Regions from separate parts of the Mus musculus genome. Here region 1 is linked to region 2. A link is a contact called in public HiChIP or PLAC-seq data. All regions are on one chromosome and are shown on one strand. Each heading gives the region's core, a stretch centred on a gene start, on an enhancer-like site or on the middle of the called end of the contact. The rest is flanking DNA. Distances are from core to core; before and after follow the strand shown.

What was found. HiChIP or PLAC-seq counts read pairs in DNA pulled down with a chosen protein or histone mark.
Region 1: a contact with region 2 is called in an H3K4me3 HiChIP or PLAC-seq map of neural tube, with 2.2 times the contacts expected there. The contact joins the enhancer-like site here to the promoter of Minar1 in region 2. A contact is called at or near these places in 2 of 39 promoter capture datasets (the C10 cell line and embryonic stem cells), 7 of 484 Hi-C or Micro-C datasets (Sertoli cells, bone marrow-derived macrophages, cerebral cortex and 4 more) and 4 of 115 datasets of contacts at active chromatin or transcription factors (SST interneurons, microglia, neural tube and 1 more).

The regions. Positions count from the first base shown.
Region 1 is chr9:89,673,078-89,675,829 of GRCm38.p6, reverse strand. No RefSeq gene overlaps it. Among named protein-coding and RNA genes, the nearest start is that of Tmed3, 31 kb to the left of the region's middle. Within about 2 kb of position 1,384, at least 4 of the 459 cell types and tissues checked have an H3K27ac peak or open chromatin away from gene starts, as enhancers often do. A contact at or near this core is called in neural tube, where this site is marked.
Region 2 is chr9:89,621,550-89,624,418 of GRCm38.p6, reverse strand. It overlaps Minar1 (membrane integral NOTCH2 associated receptor 1), which reads left to right and starts at 1,433. Exons shown (of 4, transcript NM_153509.2): 1 at 1,433-1,802.

The DNA of each region.
Region 1 (2,752 bases), core at 135-2,634, 51 kb before region 2:
TGGGCTACAATGCTATTCAGGAGTATTCTCCTTTCTTGACCATTACTTTAATTTGCCTGCATTATACCCACAATGCATCCAACTTTCTTTTTTTCTCTAGTTGAATTCCAGGCTATGGATTCTCTTCTCATTTGTCCAATCATGGTTAAAGAATTTCCCAATATTTCCTGATTTACTTATACAGGATTCTTCAGGACCAAGGCACCTTGCTATCTTCAAAGTAGACAAAGAGTGGAGTTAGATGCAGTGTATTCGGCCTTATGTTGTGTCTTTGATCCATTTGGAGGTTTTTATGCAGAGTGATAAATGTGGACCTATTTGGAGACATCCACAAGCAGCAGTCCACTTTGATCAGCACAGTTTGTTAAAGATGCTACCTTTTATCCACGTGTGTTTCCAGGTCATTCATAAACACACACACACACACACACACACACACACACACACACACACACACATATCACATATGGAGATGTATGAACTTACGTCTAAGGCTTCAGTTTGACTCAATTTATTCACCTGTCTGTTTGTATGCCAATATTATTCTGTTTTTATTACTATAGCTCTGTAGCATCATTTGAGATTGGGGGTAGTGATGCCTTCAGTAGTTCTTTCATTATCCAGGATTGTTTTAGCCATCCTTTTTGGTTTAGTTTCTGTTCATTTGTTTCCAAATCTGTAAAACTTTTGTACCACGTGGAAGATGGCAATCCGCCACCATGGTCCCCATCCAGTCATTAGCATGGCTTCTCACCAGTGGAGGAGCTTTGGCATAAAGCTGTGTGCATTAGTGCACACCATATGCAACAGCAAACGGTTATGCTGACACTAAATAATTAAATTGAGAAGGATGTTTCTTTTATCAGAAGGTAAGAAAAGATACATCAAAACTGAAGAAATCCCTCTCCCTGAGATAATTTTATGAACAATCTTAACATTTCATTTAATCTAAACAAATTTTAATACATCTGTGAAAGTAATACAATTTTTTGGCAGATGAGAAATCTTTCCCTGTCATGGTGTTTGTATATAATCAGATATAACCCAGGCCAACACAGGTAGGCTCCTATACCTCACTTCAGCATCGTGGAAATTCCTCCGATACTTGAAAGAGCAGAGCCTTAGATGAACCTAACTGATGCCTTTATTAAAGAACTTATTTTTCATGATGTTATTTCAAATTATTCTTTTGTTTGGCACCTCGGGTGGGGTTGGATGCTGTATGTTCAAGACAATGCACATTCAGATTTTTCTTTCTTGTGTGTATCAATAAAGCAAGTTGATTTTTTTAAAAAGACACGGAAGGAGATCTATATGATCATTTTAAGCAGTTGTAAGGCTGCAGAAAGTTCTAATTCCTGTGAAAGGCAATTCCTACCACCAGGTGGCAGCAGAGCTAAAACTCTGGCCAGTTGGTGTGACCTGTCTTGCATAGCCAGCTTGAACAAAGGCAACAATTCACACAGACCCCCATGAACCAGAAGTAGAAAATCCCACAATGGACAGGAGCTAATGAGACTGTCTCAGCCTTGCTTCCTGCTAACCTCAGCAGGGACAGTCTGGGACATGCACACTCAGCAGAACAATAGTCAAGAGGTAGCAGGTGATCCATAGAACCATAACCCCCTGTGAAGACCAGGTTGTATCAGTAGCACTAGAGTATCCCCTTGGGTGTCTTGGGTCTAGAGCAACTGCTGAATGTCATGGAGGTTATTCCCCGGCCCTAGGGTGCCCAGGTTGGAAGACCAGGCTTGGAGCGTCATCAGAATGCCTCCTGGAGGACAAGAGTTTCTACAGCTGCTCTGCTCTGGCTCTGGTATATTGTCAGGATGGTCATATCGCTTGCCTGATTCTTTCGCAGCGCCTCAAAGGGGCCTGGCACGATGCTGTGCGATTGTAGAGTCATTTCAGCACACTCACAGGCTCACATTTACCACCAGGCAACTCTCTGACTTGCTCTTACTGTTTCCAAACTACTTCTCTTCTCCCTCAGAGAGCTTGTCAAAATCTTGATGCTATCAGAGGCTGCATCCTTAGGGACACCACACAGTTCACCTGCTGTTGTAGTTCATGCCTCTAGTCTTAGCATTCAGGAGATGGGGGCAGAAGGATTGCCATTAGTTTAAGGTCAGCCTGAGTCACATAGTGAATACCAAATCATCAGGACTATATAGAAAGATGTTTCAAAAGCCAAACATTAAAGAACACTGTACCATGGTTAAGAGGTGACCACTTCTGCTACTAAGCAGGAAGTGGTTTGGTCTGAGCCCCCATTTCCCTAACTGTAAAATTATTTGCATTGTGCCCAAAGTAACCCCTTGGATGGAGTCTCTATCTTCAACACTTCCTACAAAATCAGGGCTTAGATTATCGTAAAGGGTCTCCCCTATATCATCCAAGCCTTTGTCAAGGTAAAGGAAGGGCAGGTTGTCTCAGGAAGATGGACTCTGAGGCCACCCTGCAGGCATCCCTGCAGCTTGTAGGTTTACTGTGATGATGGCTTATGTCTCAGGAGTTGGGAACTGGAATGAAATGGCCAGCTTAGTAGGTGCTGTTCCTAGAGACAGCTTCTTTCTATGGATGCTGGCATCTGGGAGGACCGCAGGCTCTCCCCACAATTATTCTAACAGCTACAACAATTACACAATAATATAAGCCATGATGAGCCCTATCTTCTCATAGCTGACAGTAGTGTCTGCCTAGAGCTGCCACATGCCAATGTCCATATCAGCACACTGCCCAATTCACAATA
Region 2 (2,869 bases), core at 184-2,683:
CACTACTGGTTACAAATTTAGACTCCTAGGCAAGCAAGGTACAGTGGATCAAATAAACTTGACCTTTCTTTCACCTCTCAGTTGCTTTTGTCCTCCCTAGAGGAGCATGGTCTTGCCTGGCACTAAAGTAATAAGGGTGAAATTCTGGGAAAATCCAGCTGGCAGCTTATTACCCCATGAGGCTTTATTTAAAGTATCCATGTATTAACAGGTTCACTTTTAGAACGCTTCCAGTCATAGCAAAAAAACCTCAGGCAGGAAAGCTGTCATGGAGACCAGTGTCCCTCCTCCAGCCCCCACCACCTCCCAAGGACAGAAGACAGACCACAGGTCACAAAGTTAGCCAGGAACCTGCATTTGGTTGCACTCTTGGAAAAGTAACCTAAGAGGGTGCCACCCCTTAGTTATTTGTTCCCCAATAGTAGGCTTCCCCCCCTTCCCTTCCCTCCCCTTCCCTCCCCTTCCCTCCCCTTCCTTTCCCTCCCCTCCCCTCCATCCCGCTTCCCTTTCCTCCCCTCTCCTTCCCTCCCTTTCCTTCCCCCTTCCCTCCGGTTCTCTCTCTCTCTCTCTCTCTCTCTCTCTCTCTCTCTCTCTCTCTCTCTCTCTCTTTTCTCTACTCTTCTCTTGATTCCACGAGTTTGAAACTATAATTCCGTTTCTTTAAAGCGCTGTTTGTGTGACTTTCCCAGCTGAGGAAGACAATCTGTATAAATGGTGGCACCACAGGCAGGCTGCTGCATTTCAGTCCCACTGCAGTACCCTAGATGGCTTGGGAAAAGCCTCCAGTCCTCATCGATGTATCCAATTGGACTTTTGGAAATCTATTCCGTTAAGAGTGTGAGTGCGTGTTTGGGGAGGGCTGGTCACGTGAACGCTAGTCTCTCCAATCTGGGTACCAATGAAGCCAACACCGGCCAGGAGGGAAACATCAATGAGCCAAGTGACCAGTTTGCCCTGGCCTGGTGAAGCACTGCAGAGTCTGAGGCCCCAGAAGGGTGAGCAGAGTGCACCTGGAGAAAAGGAGAGCAGCGGACGATGTTAGCTTCTGCTTCTCCACTGGGGGCCGCAGTCACCTTCAGCATCCGGAAATAGGGAGAAGCAAACCCCGGGGTGGATCTGGCCCGAGGCTCCCTCCAGTTCCAACCTCTGCTTGCTTTTGCCCGGTCTCAGCAGGCGCGACTCTTAAGGAAGCAGAGGCTTTCTCAGGACTCTGGGGTTGCGGGCGCCCACTCTCTAGGTGGCTGCAGCCTCTGGCAGGGCACGCCCTCGGCGCTATTGCCGCGCCCCTCTGGAGTCTGCCCCTCCCGCCCTAGGGAGCACGAGCCCACTGCTGGAGAGTCCTGCCTTCCTCTGCTCCCCAGGCGGGAGATGATGGAGAGGCTAAACTGGGTCTCTGGCCATCGAGTTCCTGGCCCGAGCTGCCCACGGTATCCAAGACCGTGATGTGGTGACACTGGCTGAGCCTCAGAAACCGAGATTGGGGCTGATCCGGACTCTGAGGCCGCATCCTCCAGCCGCTGAGAGCCCCAGCATCATGCAAGTGGGCAGTGGCTGCCGACTGCCCAGGAAAGCCCGGGTGCGACCCTAGTCTGCAGATCCAGACCTCGTGCTGTGGGGGCTGAAGTTAACCTACGCCAGGGGTGTTGCCCCAAGTGCAAAGCCTGGGCTGCCCTGGAGCCTAGGATTCTTTTGCCTAGGGAACCTTCGGGAAGCTCTGCGTTGGAGGCCCTGTGGACCACCACCTCAGAGCCACGCAAGAGCTGCGGAGGACCGGGGACGGAGAGCTGGAGCAGCCCCCAGAGGTAACTTCAGAAAGCGGGAGACCCATGGGCACCCGAGCGCACATGTGCAAGTATGTGCGTGCAAGGTGTGATCGCTACGTGCCGGTTGCTATTACACAGGGACTCTGTGTAAAGTCCCAGGCTACTGGCACTCCTCCCTGGCTCCGATAGGTTCCCGACTGCAGGCCGCCTGGGCACGGAGACCCTTTTCGCTGAGCTCGGTACGGTAGTGGGAAAAGGGGTGTGCGTGTGCACGCGCATGTGGTATGTGTGTTTGCGTGTGGTGTGCGTGTGTGTGTGTGTGTGTGTGTGTGTGTGTGTGTGTGTGTGCGCGCGCGCGGTAGGTAGTAGGCTTGGCCATATCTGGTGGAGGGAAAAGAGATGAAAGTAGAGATACAATGGCCAAAGACCACAAAATTCTGGGCAAGTTTTCCTGGTTAAGAATTCATTTCAAACAACGGTGTTTTGGGGGTCAAGTAGGTGAACTGTTTGTGTGACACCTCCCCACCCCCGACCTATCGGAGTAAGGTGGAGAACTGAACCAACCCTAGAAAAACGGACCAGTGTATCCCAACGTTAAATTGCGATTTCCAGTCACATTGTTGTGGAAAGGAGGTGTCTTTCCTCCTGGAGACGTTCAACTTCACCTGCCAGAAAAACACCAAAGCAAGGCCTGGCTGGCAGCGGGGCTTGAGTTCATTCACACACTAGCTCACCTCTCAGCAGCCTTTCCCACCTGCTCTACCGCCATCCCTGCCAAGTCCTGTACTCTGCGAGGCCACAAAACCAGCAAGTAGTCATTGGTCCTCTCTGCAAGAGTGCAGGGAGCTTCTGGGAAGCAATTGAGTAGCTTGCTCTAACAGCATGCATGCCGACGTTGTTTGTGAAATAGTAGTCAAAGGTTGTAAACACCGGGGTGGGGGTGGGGTGGTGAGGTGAGTTGAGATCAGCTAGTCTTTTCAGTGGGAAATTAAGTAAGGTTTGCCAAGACAGAGAGGAGGAGAGACAAGGAGTCTGTGTGCTAACACAGGTCGGTTTTATAGAACTTACATTTTGTTTGAAGGATGGGGTGATTTTCTTAGGAACTG